2 separate regions of the Xenopus tropicalis genome follow, and region 2 is linked to region 1. Evidence: chromatin contacts called from public Hi-C data. All regions are on one chromosome and are shown on one strand. The core of a region is the stretch at or near the end of the contact, and the rest is flanking DNA. Distances in the headings are between cores, read along the strand shown. Region 1 overlaps kmt5c (lysine (K)-specific methyltransferase 5C). Region 2 overlaps LOC105947943 (fibroblast growth factor 2-like).

Region 1 (6,413 bases), core at 3,406-5,905:
CAGACACATCCTGCTTTAAGTTGCAGTTTCCGAATAATTAAATAACTTTCCCTTGAGAACAAGGTTAAAGCAAGCAACAGTGTAAAAAGCATGTGTGGGGAATGAAACAATACCATCATGTACTTGTATCTGATATATATGTTCTGCCGCAGTGCCATGCCCACTATACGGAGGCAGCATCACCTGCGGGAGGCTCTGCAAACATTCCGTAAGAAAAAGGACCTGGAAGCTGCATATCACTCCCTAGCAGCAGGGGAATGGGCTCGTCATTACTTCCAAAGCCGGACCCGGCAACAGGAGAGTCTGCTAAAGACACATGTATGTATCCTGACTTATACAGTAGCGCCTCTCATCTGTTGAACCCACAATTCCCTTGTTTTCCTGAGTTATCTGCCTTTATCTATCAAGCTGTTTTAAGACGGTGTGTAATTTGTCTGCAGTTTATCTCAGCATATCAATCTCTGTACATGCTAAAAACCTAATTCCCAAATACTTAAAGCAGGGATCCCCAACCTTTTATACCTGAGAGCCACATTCAATTGGAAAACATTTTTGAGAGCAACACAATTATGAAAAAAGTTCCTGGGTGTGCCAATAAGAACTTAAATTGGCTATTCGGTAGCCCCTATGTTGACTGGCAGCCTACAGAAGCCTCTCTTTGGCAATTACACTGGATTTTTATGCAATCAAAGCTTGCCTCCTTACCAGAAATTCAAAAATAAACACCTGATTTGGGGACACTGGGAGCAACATCCAAGGGGTTGAGGAGCAACATGTTGCTCATGAGCCACTGGTTGGGGATCACTGACTTAAAGGGATTCTGTCATGATTTTTATGGTATAGTTTGTAGTTTTTTAGCTGTAATATTGGTGTGTAGGAGCCATCTCAGTGCATTGTGCCTGAGTCTGAGCTTTCAGAAGGAGCCAGCGCTACACATTAGAACTGCTTTCAGCTAATCTTTTGTTTCTCCTACTCCCATGTAACTGGAGGAGTCCCAAATAACTACGTATTACTTTTCAGTTGAGTTTGATTTTGTATGTGGTGAAATGTGCGCCTTTATTGACAGGACAGTGGTGTATTTGCCCAATAAAAGCCTGAGAAATGACCCGTTATACAAGTAATTGTACCTTATTAATGGGGCTTACATTTCCAGTTCCATAGCAATACGACAAGGAAGATTAATGCCTCCAACTTCCTTTTGCAGAGCTTCATATCTTTGTGATCTAGGTCAGTACAACACTGGCTCCCTATGCTCAAGATATTCTGCTGATCAGCACACTGTACTGCCTGCTGATGTGACCGGTGGGGGGGGGTGGGGTGCAGGCAAAGATTTGAATGAATAATCATACCAACAAGTAATGGGGAGGATTTGGATTGACATCTCGGCATTAAACATTTTATCCCTTTTAATTTGGATTTTTCTATCATTTAGCCTTGTCCGCATGTTTTTCAGATATTCCGATATCTCCGAATGTTTCTTCCAGAGAGTGGATTCATGATTCTCTCCTGTTGTCGGTACTCTCTAGAAACCAACGGAGCAAAAGTGGTCTCTACGAAGGCATGGTAAGATAAATGGGTTCCTAAGATGGCCATACACGCACCAATAAAATCTGATTCGTACAATTTTCATACCGTGTGTTGTCTCAGAATTCTCATCCTGATAATTTTTTTACCACGCCATTTGGTTGTTTAGTCAGACAGGTTAGAAGATTATGGTCGGTTAATGATAAAATCTGCGTGTGTATTGTGTATCTGGGGGACCTACAATGGGAGTCACTTTTGTAAGATTGGTACCTGCCAACTGCTTCATGTTCAGAAAATTCTCTTTATTTTTAGGGTTTTATTCTACAATTTCAGTCTAAGGGGCTGATTTACTAAGACACGATTTCGAATCCGAATTGGAAAAATTCCGATTGGAAACGAACATTTTGCGACTTTTTCGTATTTTTTGCGATTTTTTTCGGCGTCTTTACGATTTTTGCGTAAAAACGCGAGTTTTTCGTAGCCATTACGAAAGTTGCGCAAAGTCGCGATTTTTTCGTAGCGTTAACACTTGCGCGCAAAGTCGCGCCTTTTCCGTAGCGTTAAAACTTAAAAGGCGCGACGTTTCGCGCAAGTTTTAAAGCTACGAAAAAATCGCGACTTTGCGCAACTTTCGTAATGGCTACAAAAAACTCGTAAAGAAGCCGAAAAAATCGCAAAAAATCGCAAAATTACCGATCATTACGAAAAAAACGCAATTGGACGCATTCGGCCCGTTCGTGGGTTAGTAAATGTGCCCCTAAGTGTCCATTTTAGATCATTGCATATAAATGTACGATCAATATCCGAAGTGCCGCACCTTTTTTAGTATTTTGTAGAAACTGTCTGTTCGTGCGGGCGCAAGATCCAGTATAAAAGTTAATTCTGTTGAAGGTGCTTTGAAGGCAGTAAGGTTGTGCTAGGGTTACTTTTTTTCTAATGCATACCAAACGACAGTGTCTCAAATCCTTAGATATCTATATAGATAGTGATAGAAAGTGATGCAGGGGTAGAATCCCTTATCTGAAACCTTTTATCCAGACAGCTATGATTTATGGAAAGACCACCTCCTTTAGATTATTCACATTTTCTGTGTAATAATAAAACAGTACAGATACCAGGACCTGTTATCCAGAAAAAAGGAGTCTTTCCCTAATTTGCATCTCCATAACTTAAATCTACTAGAAAATATTTTCAACATTTATTATTATAACAGTTATTAAACCCAATAGGATTGTTTTGGCTCCAATAAGGGGTAATTATATCTTAGTTGGGATGAAGTACAGGTACTGTTTTATTATTACAGAGAAAAGGGAATCATTTAACCATTAAATAAACCCAATAGGGCTGTTCTGCCCCAATAAGGGGTAATTATATCTTAGTTGGGATCAAGTACAGGTACTTTTTTATTATTACAGAGAAAAGGGAATCATTTAACCATGAAATAAACCCAATAGGGCTGTTCTGCCCCAATAAGGGGTAATTATATCTTAGTTGGGATCAAGTACAGGTACTTTTTTATTATTACAGAGAAAAGGGAATCATTTAACCATGAAATAAACCCAATAGGACTGTTCTGCCCCCAATAAGGGGTAATTATATCTTAGTTGGGATCAAGTACAGGTACTGTTTTATTATTACAGAGAAAAGGGAATCATTTAACCATTAAATAAACCCAATAGGGCTGTTCTGCCCCCAATAAGGGGTAATTATATCTTCGTTGGGATCAAGTACAGGTACTGTTTTATTATTACAGAGAAAAGGAAATACTTTTTAAAAATTAGAATTATTTAATTAAAATGGAGTCTGTGGGAGGTGGACATCCCATAATTTGGAGCTTTCTGCATAATAGGCTTCCAGAGAACGAATCCCATATTTGTAGCCCATACTCAATGGTAACTAATCTGCATGAATCCATATTATTGGCACAACAATTAGTTTTAAGTTAACTTTTAGTATGTTTATAGAATGACCTATTCCTAGCAACTTTCAGTTGGTTTCATTAATTATTTTTAATAGTTTTTGAATTATTTGTCTTTCTGTTCTGTCTCTTTTCAGCTTACAAATAGGGGTCGCTGACCAAATAAAACTATTGCTCTGTGAGGCTACAATTTTATTGTTACTTCTTATTCCTTATGTTTCTATGCAGGCCCTATGTTATTCATACTCCCATCTTTTATTTAAACTAGGGATGCAACGAACCCGCTTTTTTGGGTTCAGCAGAAACTCCGAACCCACCCAGCAGGATTCGACCGAACCTTATTACAATATGCTGATTAGGATTGGAAGGGGTTAAAAATCTTTTTTCACTGCCCATTTAACCCTTTCTGAATTTTAATTAGCATATGCTAATACGCAGATCCGGCCGAAACGAAATCCTTAAAAAACCACCGGGATTTTGCTGAATCCCGGATTCGATGCATCCCTAGTTTAAACCACTGCCTAGTTGCTAGGGTTAATAAGACTCTAGCAACCAGATAGCTGCTAAAATACCAAATACCGCTGAACAAAAAGCTAACTGAAAAACCATAACAATTAGACAATGAAGACCAATTGCAAATTCTCTCAGAATATCAATGTCTGCAACATATTAAAAGCTAATTTAAAGGTGAACTACCCCTTTAATTGTTAATTAAGGCTGGTAGTCCTCTAACCCTTTCCTCGTGTGTTGAACTGATGGATGCTGAGATATGAATTCTTTCTGCTTTCTGTGGTAGGAACAGAGAGCAAAGGATTGGGAATGGTCTGAGGGTCAGGCTATCATGGTTCCCTCTCAATCTGAGGAATATAAATGTATGTATTGGCAGTTCAGTATGCTAACAAGTACCACAAGTGACTGGTATAAAACGGTCTGAATGGTAAAAGGGCCGTGTATGACTGCTATAGTGGCCGCTGCACACAGCTTTGTGCCTTTAGGTTTTCATCTCTAAGCATAATGGCACATGTGATTTGCTTGGAATTTGTCTTTGCCTTCAAACCCCTTGGGGGAATGTATAAGAAACGGCAGTGGATCATGTTTCACAATAATCAGTGGGAATCTCCTTGGTGCCGAGCGCACAATTAGCCCATAAAAACATCCCCACCCTTATTTTTAGCTGATAATGACTTTCCTGTGCCGTACTCACAGCTGCAGAGACAAAGGCACCCTGAGATCATTGCAAGGTGTGAACCTTTGTCTTCTTCTGCCCTTTGTATTCTCTAGCATGTGTCTGTTGGTATTTTAGGTGCAAGAATGAAAAGATTGAGCTCCTGGTGGGGTGCATCGCTGAACTAAGCAAAGCAGACGAGACCCTGCTCCGTTTTGGAGATAATGATTTTAGCGTCATGTACTCCACTCGGAAAAAGTGTGCACAGCTCTGGCTAGGGCCGGCTGCCTTCATCAACCACGGTAAGTCAATTGGATTGTCTTCTCCATTTTAATTAAGGTAAATATGATGTATAAGTGGCTGTCATTTAATGATCATATTTATAAGTAGCCATTCAGGGGAATGGTCCTTGCTTCTCTGTGCAATTTTATCCTTTATAGCAGGGGTCCCCAACCTTTCTGTGAGCAACATTTAAATGTAAAAAAGAGTTTGGGAACAAAACAAGTATGAAAAATGTCCTAGGGGTGCACAATACGGTCTGTGGCTATTTGGTAGCCCCTATGTGCACTGGCAGCCTACAGGAGGTTGTTTGGCAGTACATCTGGTTTTTATGCAACCAAAACTTGCTAGAATTTTTAAAAATAAGCACCTGCTTTGAGGCCACTGGGGGCAACATGTTACTCCTGAGCCACTGGTTGGGGAACACTGCTTTATAGGAATGAGAGAACAGTGCCATCAGGTGGTTATAAGTGGTGTTGCTCTGCTAAAGACTTTAATACAAGCAAGCAATTGAACTTACTGTAAGATAGCTGAGCATAGTCTTCTATTGATGAGAGATTAATAAGCGAACGTAATATAATTGGTTATATATTCTAAATATGTTGTACAGGTATGGGATCTGTTATCTTGAAACCCATTATCCAGAAAGCTCCAAATTATGGGAAGACTTTATTAGAGTCTCCATTTTATACAAATCTAATTTAAAAAAAAAAAAAATATTCCCTTTTCTCTGTAATAATAAAACAGTACCTGTACTTGATCCCAACTAAGATATAATTATCCCTTATTGGGGGCAGAACAGTCCTATTGGGTTTATTTCTTGGTTAAATGATTCCCTTTTCTCTGTAATAATAAAACAGTACCTGTACTTGATCCCAACTAAGATATAATTACCCCTTATTGGGGGCAGAACAGCCCTATTGGGTTTATTTCATGGTAAAATGATTCCCTTTTCTCTGTAATAATAAAACAGTACCTTGTTCTTGATCCCAACTTAAATATAATTGATCCTTATTGGGGGAAAAACAATCCTTTTGGGTTTATTTAGTATTTTATATAAGACTAAAAGTATGGCGATTCAAATTACAGAAAGACCCTTTATCTGAAAAACCCCAGGTCCCAAACATTCTGGATAGCAGGTCCCTTACCTGTACCAAATTAGTGCCCTTTTTATCTCTTCTTTCATAATAGTTGATATGAATTTGTGGCCATTCTAAAATGTTGCCTTTTTCTTCCCCACGCTGTGTTTGGGAATGCTGCTCGACACGGATACTTTAAGACTGTCGGCCAAACTGCAAGGTAGGTGCTCTCCATTTTGCGTGTCTTTGCTGTGTTTATGCATTACATAAATCATTTTCCCACTTTTGTGCAAGCTGTATTTCATACATGTTAGGGGACTTTCATGTGTCGCATTTTGGTCCCAGTTGAATGGTTGATAATCAAATGTTCTATTAAGGATATAAAACAGACTAGCTGTTAGTCTTAGAATAGTTTTAGAATATTAGAATTAATTTCATGTCACAACAC
Region 2 (7,098 bases), core at 1,152-3,651, 99 kb after region 1:
TTAAACAAAAGTGGACCCAGTACAGAACCCTGAGGGACCCCACTGAGAACCTTACTCCAAGTAGAGAATGTACCATTAACAACCACCCTCTGTACCCGATCCTGTAGCCAGTTTTCTATCCAGACATTCAAGTTCTATCCAACTTGAATGTCTGGTATTTATTAAGTTAAAAAAACTCGAAAACGTGAATGTAAGAAGCTTGCGAGTGTCTACAGAAGTCAATGGGAATAGTCCTAGGCAAAAGTCAAGCCATTTGTAAACTAGAAAAATTGTAGGCATTCAAGTTTCTTATTCTTATCACAGGCATCTATGAATCCTATGATTAAGGGTCAGACAGACCGAAACGCCTAAGGCTTTATAAGATGAGTGTATAACAAAGGTTTTTTTCTTTTTAAACAGGATTGTTTGCCTATAAATGAACTTTTAGTATGATGTAGAGGGTGATATTCTGAGACAATTTGCAATTGGTCTTTAATTTGTATATTGTTTGCTCTTTGAAATATTTAGCTTTTTGTTAAATAGCTTAAGAGATTTAATTTAGCAGCTATTGGGTTGCTAGGGTCCAAAATACCTATCAACCAAGCAGAGGTGTGAGTGAGAGATTGGAATAGGAGAGGCCTATATACAAGGATAAGTAACACAATATAACAATGACAATAAAATCTCGGATAACAATTTTTTGGCTTCCCGTGGCCCCAATTTAAAAGCTGGAAAAAGAAGAAGGCAAATCATTTAAAAAATATAAAATATTTAAAATGATGACCAATTGAAAAGTTGCTAAGAAATGTTAATTTTACAACATACTAAAAGTTAATTCAGCCAAATCACAGAGAGGGAGCTCACAAAGACAGGCCAAGTAGCCCCAACGCAAAAGCAAAAAGCCTGAAAGATAACGAGTACAGCACCTATGTGGAGTGGATTTCGGAACAATCCTGCTTGAATATGATGTTCCGCTCTGAAACCCACTCCATGTGCCTTCACCAGGCAAGTTGCAAAGACTCCAGGTACTGGCACATAAAGAAGCTTCTTGGCGCATAGTGGTGGTATCACTTTGTATGGCAATATCCTAGTAAAGGACTCCGTGCACGGCTTCCCCTTATAGCAGAATAAATCTACATAAAAGCTTACATTATTTGTCTAATAAACAAAAAAAAATACAAAAATATCAACATTTTAACCATTTATTGCATTTATAGGGACCACTTCAGCCACGAGGCAAGGCAAGAAATGCCTCTGGCAGGAGTGGCCCTGATAGGAACAAGGGCAAATCCTAAGGCACGACTGGCACCTTAGCATTCTTGTAGAAATGCTGAACATGTTTATATTAAAAATCTCATTGTTCTTATACAGAGAGATTGAAGTAACTTGTTGCCCCTGTAATGATTTCAGCATCCTCTGGTTACTGTGATGGGCTTGAATATAATACAGCAGTTCTTTGATTGTGATCTAAAGTTGCTGTACCACAGTGCTGCCTCTTTATGCCCCAACCCACCACCACCCCTCTATAACATCATCCATCCTGACCTCCACATTTATCTTACTGACAGATGTCTTAAAGAGAACGTGTCCGTTTTCAGACTGTTTTTAAGAATAGGAACACATTCCTATTGTTAACTGAGAAACTGACAGGCTCTCTTTAAATAATATCTGTAGGAGGTATAAAGAGAGAGCACTGTATAGATATTCCATTCATTCTACGTTGATTGTAGATGTTTCCTCAGGTGCTACAGATGAGGTCTCACATTTACATTCAGTTTGTAGTTGGGATTTCCTCATTGCAGTGGCCGTATTCCAGGTTTCAGCCTCAGTGTATCTAAATGCAGACAGGGCCATCTTATGCGTAGCTGTTCTCTTCTTCTTCTGACTTTTTCTGTCCTCTCCATCCTTAAATCTGAATCTGTCTTCTGTGGGGGCACAGACACCTGCAAAGACAATTATAATCATTAAAATACATACATAAACATATACGTATAAATAGGTATTATTTCTCCCTGTTACTTTCCCAGTTCCCCAGAGTAAAATCTGCCTTTGGTGTCTGTCTTGCTCACTAAGCTCATCTCTCCTTCTATCACTGTTAAGTCTTGCTGGGCATAAGCACTGCTGTATTTAGGTACGGTGCCACCCTAGGCACCACACTGAAGTGCACCCCCCAACTGCACATGCACACATGAGTGTGATGTCCTATCATATCTGGATGAGCATGACATCACTTCTGCCCACGACACGCTATGATGTAGATGGTACCCCTCACTCCCCAAGTTCCGCTGCTAGATTCACACAGCAAGACTCCTGCAGTGACTGGGGATATTAACTTGTTATATGGGCACCCAAGGGTGGCCCCTTTAAAGCTGCTGCCCTGGGTGTGTGCTCATGGGTGCCTATATATAAATACAGCCCTGGGCGTAAGCCACTTGTTTTCTGCTACTATAACTCATTATTAACCCCTATAAAAAAGCAAATACCCCCAAGACAATGTGCAATACAAGCACTGAGATAAAAAACCTACACCTTACCCCAGGGTTAATTTGGCAACAGTGAGACAAGGAGGAAAACTTTAATAACAGCTCTGGGATTTCTAGCAAATGTAATTATGGCACTGGGTTTGGCCTTTACTTACGGTTCCTGGTGCGCTCCCACTATCTCTCAGAATGGCCCTGTCTGGAGACTGGACTACGGCAGCTCAAGTGGCTCACGTTTTTGGGAAGCTGCTTTGGTCAATTTCATCAGCTTCTCCTCTTGCTGTTTACCACTTTCCATCTGAACTGGCAAATCTTTTTCCCTTGTGCGTCTCATAAAATAACTGCAAGGGCCAAAAATCTTGTTAACAAATACATCATGTAAAAGAAATACAAATTACTGTATGTATTCACTCTAAAGATATAAATATAATATAGTACTAAAGCTTTCCATTTGAAGGTGATACTTTTAAACAGTTCTTTACATTGAAATAGAATTAAAATGCACTTACCCAATTCCAACAGCCACAAATGTAACCAATATGCACAAGGCAATAAGAAAAATGGCTGCTATCATAATTGTAAAGTCATCGACGTGCTCTTCAGAGCTGGTCTGAACAGGGGGTTTGGTTACTGGCGGAGAAGTAACTGGGGCTGGTGTCACTGCAAAAGATAGGCAAACCCCAATATCTGTTAATATGTATATAAGGTATGGCCCACTGTATCTTATAAGCATGTAATGTGCATTAAAGTCAAGGAGTGTTTATAAGGCTTACAATTGTCACTGTGACAATTGTTGGTTTGGAAACACTTTTGGTTTGGAAACACTTTTGCATCACTTTCATTTCAAATTTTCTTTGAAGGGAAGACATTTTACTTTACTAAAATAGGCCTGGCCTAACCAGCATTTTTAAGTACCGACCCATAAAAGATAATTCCTGATATAAAGTTTGACATCCAAATGGAAAAAAATGAAAGGGTAAATTGTTGCCTACTGAACAGTGCCATCTGCTGGGTGTTTTAGGGTAATCCATGTGCCTTATTGGCAATGTGAATTCCACAACCCAAACTTTTGTGCTTTTCTAGTTCAGCCTTTTAACATTAACATCATTTTCACTTTCTTGGGTAATGTAGTATTATTTACTCTCATTTTAGTAAATTAAGTTATCTGTTAGTGACCAACACACATGGTATAACCTGTTAACTGTACCCTAAATTATGTTATATGTTGTATATATATATGCTATATATTATGTTATATGCTGAGACCATAATGTATAGAGCATTTGTGTGCTTCTAATAAGTCTCTGTTCTTAATTTATTAGAGTGATTCTTATTGACATGTCTGGTTGATGACTGACAAGGAGTGCTGTATATGCTGTAGGCTTATAAATATAGAATATTTACCTTTTACTATAATATCTACACTTCCATAGACAAACTTTGAAGCTTTGGATCTTGCAGTACAAGTATAATCCCCTGCATCATCCTTGTTAGCTAAGTATTTTACCAGTTTTGGAGCATCCACGGTCTTTACAAGTACCATTTTTCCATTCACCTTCTGAAAAGCAATGTATAATAAACAATAATAAGGCGCCATTCAGACCAGTGCTACTTAAAATTAAATGCACCCTTTCATAATGACATTCCATTCTGAGACAATCTGCAGTTGATGTAATGTTTCATTTTTAGATTTAAATTTTCTGATTGGCAACTTTGCCGCCTGGAATCGTAACTGCTAAATGGTTGCTAGGGCTTATAACCTGAGCAACCAGTTAGCAGTTTTAAAGTTAGAATGGAAGATCATTAGAGAGGGTCAGTTCAATAAACAGATAGCAAATACCTTTTCAAGAACATATTCCAACTGATCCCAAATTCGGGAATGATACTCCACAAAGCAGTTGAAATAGAAGTCTCCGTCCTCTTGCACAATAACATTGCGAGCTACAAAAAGATATTATTCAGTTTAACGAGGTTAAAATCACCACAAAAGCTGTCTGTATAGCAAAGTATTAAACAAGACAAGTGATAAGGATATGGGAAAAACACTTACTGGCGCAAGGAATGATCTCTTTAAGACATTCCATGTACCCAGGGCATGGTTTGCATTTCTTCTTAGGGTTATCTTTCCCTGCAATTAAATAAATTAATGCAGTTAATATTTTTTTATCCTATTACAGAAAGTATTATTATGGCATAGAACTATGGTGTTTCAAGCTTTGTATCATTCCCAATCTCTATCTGTACATCAGTACATACAGTATGTTAACACTAATGCAGTCACATTGTAGAGTGGCCATTGTAGCACACATGGTTACCTATATAACACAATAATAATTGTAATAATATATAATACATTCACATATATGTGAGCCATGGTACCACTCACAGCTGACTATGCTGCGCTGGTGAAACAAAAAGTTTTGCTAATAACTTACTGTAACATTTTCCATCTTGGCAAACGCACCACGGGCATTTCTGCATCAAGTCTAGGGGAAAGGAAAAAAAATACAATTAGTTTGTTAGCAAAGGAAAAGAACATAGAGGCAGATGCACAGTTATGGCTACGGCACCCGTAATTCTGTGTATAGAGAAATTAAACTAAGTACAGCAAATACACAGATAGGGGCACGCAAACCTTATTCATTATTTCCAGAACGCTCGTGCTGTGGGTAAATTACTTACCGCTGCAATTGCGGCTTTTGCCCCCTACACATTGTATGGTTTCTTCTTCGCAGTTGGAGCATTTTATTACTTTCTCCTCCAGAAATCCTTCATGCAGATAGAAAAATTATAAATAAATATATGTACTTGCAATAGCACTCACTAAAAACATTGTGATTATTAAAGATTGGTCATTCTCACTGATACATATATCCCATGTACAAAGAATAGCCTGTGGCAGGGAATAGATAGCAGCCAGGCCAAAGACAACAAACATTCATCATTGGAAAATGTGTCATTGTAGTTTTAAACACCTACAGAGTGCTATTGTGCCCTCCCTGCCCCCCATAAATGACCTACATTGGGACCACTCCTTAGGCCACAAATAGTATGGTCTTATATATTGTGCTGGCTTGAGTGGCACGGGGTAATATAGGGGCTCTGTTTAAATAGGAGATTGTGTGGGTTAAAAACGTAATCATGTTCTTATTAAAATCTTAGAGGCATCACTATCCCTTCCAAATTGTAAGGCCACCTAGTGATAATCATGATCTTATGGATTTCGTTTACTTACCACAATTCACATCATCTAGAAAAAAAAATTGAGAAAAAAAAAAGGAAAATGTTAATATATACAGGGAATATAACATATTTATAGAATTAGCAAGCCACACTATATGCTATGCAGTGAGATTTAGGCATTAGCATTACTGTTATGGGGATTATAAACAAATATAATATCCCGTGTAAAGGACAAGGGATATCATGTTCATGGGGTGGGGCTGGGGGGTTGCTAAATTGTTAGGCACCCACTCCCTTATTGCTAACTCCCAACAGTGATCAGTCTCCCAATCGTCCCTTGCACCATGTACAAACTTTCTGGTATATATGGTCAAAAAATGTCCCTACTGGCCTTGTTGTGCCAGTAAATTGCTTTTTCTTCATTATTGCTAAACCCCACCCATGACCCACCCAGAACTCTCACACCCGCAAAAGACCCACCCACTGAAGACCCTGGGCATATACTACTGTAAAAAAATCAATACAATCTCAGTTTGGTTTTCCTATATAGGGGCTATTACTAAACGTTAGGGTGGGATTTAAGCAATAATTTTTGTTTCACAAGATCTTAAAGTCTGTTATAAGTAATAATTTTGAAGCAACTTACCTTTCATGTTCGCGCACTTATCTAGAAGAAAACAAAAGAAAACTGTGTTAGTCAAATGTCTCGTTAAAATAAGCATTTTAATTATTATTTCACCCAAAGTTCAGGGTCTGATACAGGCGGGGGTCACCCATAGCGTTTAACCACTTTCATACGTTACAGCTAAATGTACTTACGGGCCTCAAAACTGTCGAAAATTTCATCAACTCTTAATTTCAACGTGTTCATCTCTACCTTAAGGACACCGATAAGTTGAATTCCTTCAAGAACATGAAGAAGAGGAGTTAACAAATGCAATAAATATACTTATCAGAGAATTAAAAGGCATGTAAACCCTCATAATGTATTTATATAAATTTGCTCAGACTGCTTCTCTAAGCACTTTTAAAATGTACTTTTTTGGGTTTTTTTTGTGATGTTGATCTGCTTAGAAAAGACCAGCGAATTATCAGTTTAAGTTAATTTTCTAAGCAGAGCAAGTTTCTGCAATATGTTTGATTAACCCTAATACAGGTATGGGACCTGTTATCCAGAATGCTTGGGATCTTCCAAATAAGGGATCTTTTCACAATTTGGATCACCATACCTTAAGTCTACTAACAATGTAAACATTAATTTTACCCAATATAATTGATTATAATGAAAAAGGAAATCATTTTTTAGGCCTTCCCATAATTTAGAGATTTCTGGATACTGGGTTTCCAGATAACAGATCCCATACATGTACACTGTTTTTATATAAAGTGTTACATGTTTTTTATGTCCCTCAAAACAAATTTGACTCTCAGTCCTTTGTGCAATATGTTCAGTCAG

What was found. A called contact is a pair of places that touch in the nucleus more often than the background predicts.
Region 2: a contact with region 1 is called in a Hi-C map of brain, with 2.3 times the contacts expected there. The contact joins two enhancer-like sites. A contact is called at or near these places in 4 of 5 Hi-C or Micro-C datasets (brain, gastrula embryo, neurula embryo and 1 more).

What each region holds. Positions count from the first base shown.
Region 1 is chr7:114,225,401-114,231,813 of UCB_Xtro_10.0, forward strand. It overlaps kmt5c (lysine (K)-specific methyltransferase 5C), which reads left to right. Exons shown (of 9, transcript NM_001127119.1): 3 at 153-318; 4 at 1,454-1,563; 5 at 4,746-4,909; 6 at 6,166-6,185. Among named protein-coding and RNA genes, the nearest start is that of kmt5c, 8.4 kb to the left of the region's middle. Within about 2 kb of position 4,656, at least 4 of the 11 cell types and tissues checked have an H3K27ac peak or open chromatin away from gene starts, as enhancers often do.
Region 2 is chr7:114,326,785-114,333,882 of UCB_Xtro_10.0, forward strand. The region is part of intron 1 of LOC105947943 (fibroblast growth factor 2-like); the gene reads left to right. Among named protein-coding and RNA genes, the nearest start is that of bcat2, 59 kb to the right of the region's middle. Within about 2 kb of position 2,402, at least 3 of the 11 cell types and tissues checked have an H3K27ac peak or open chromatin away from gene starts, as enhancers often do.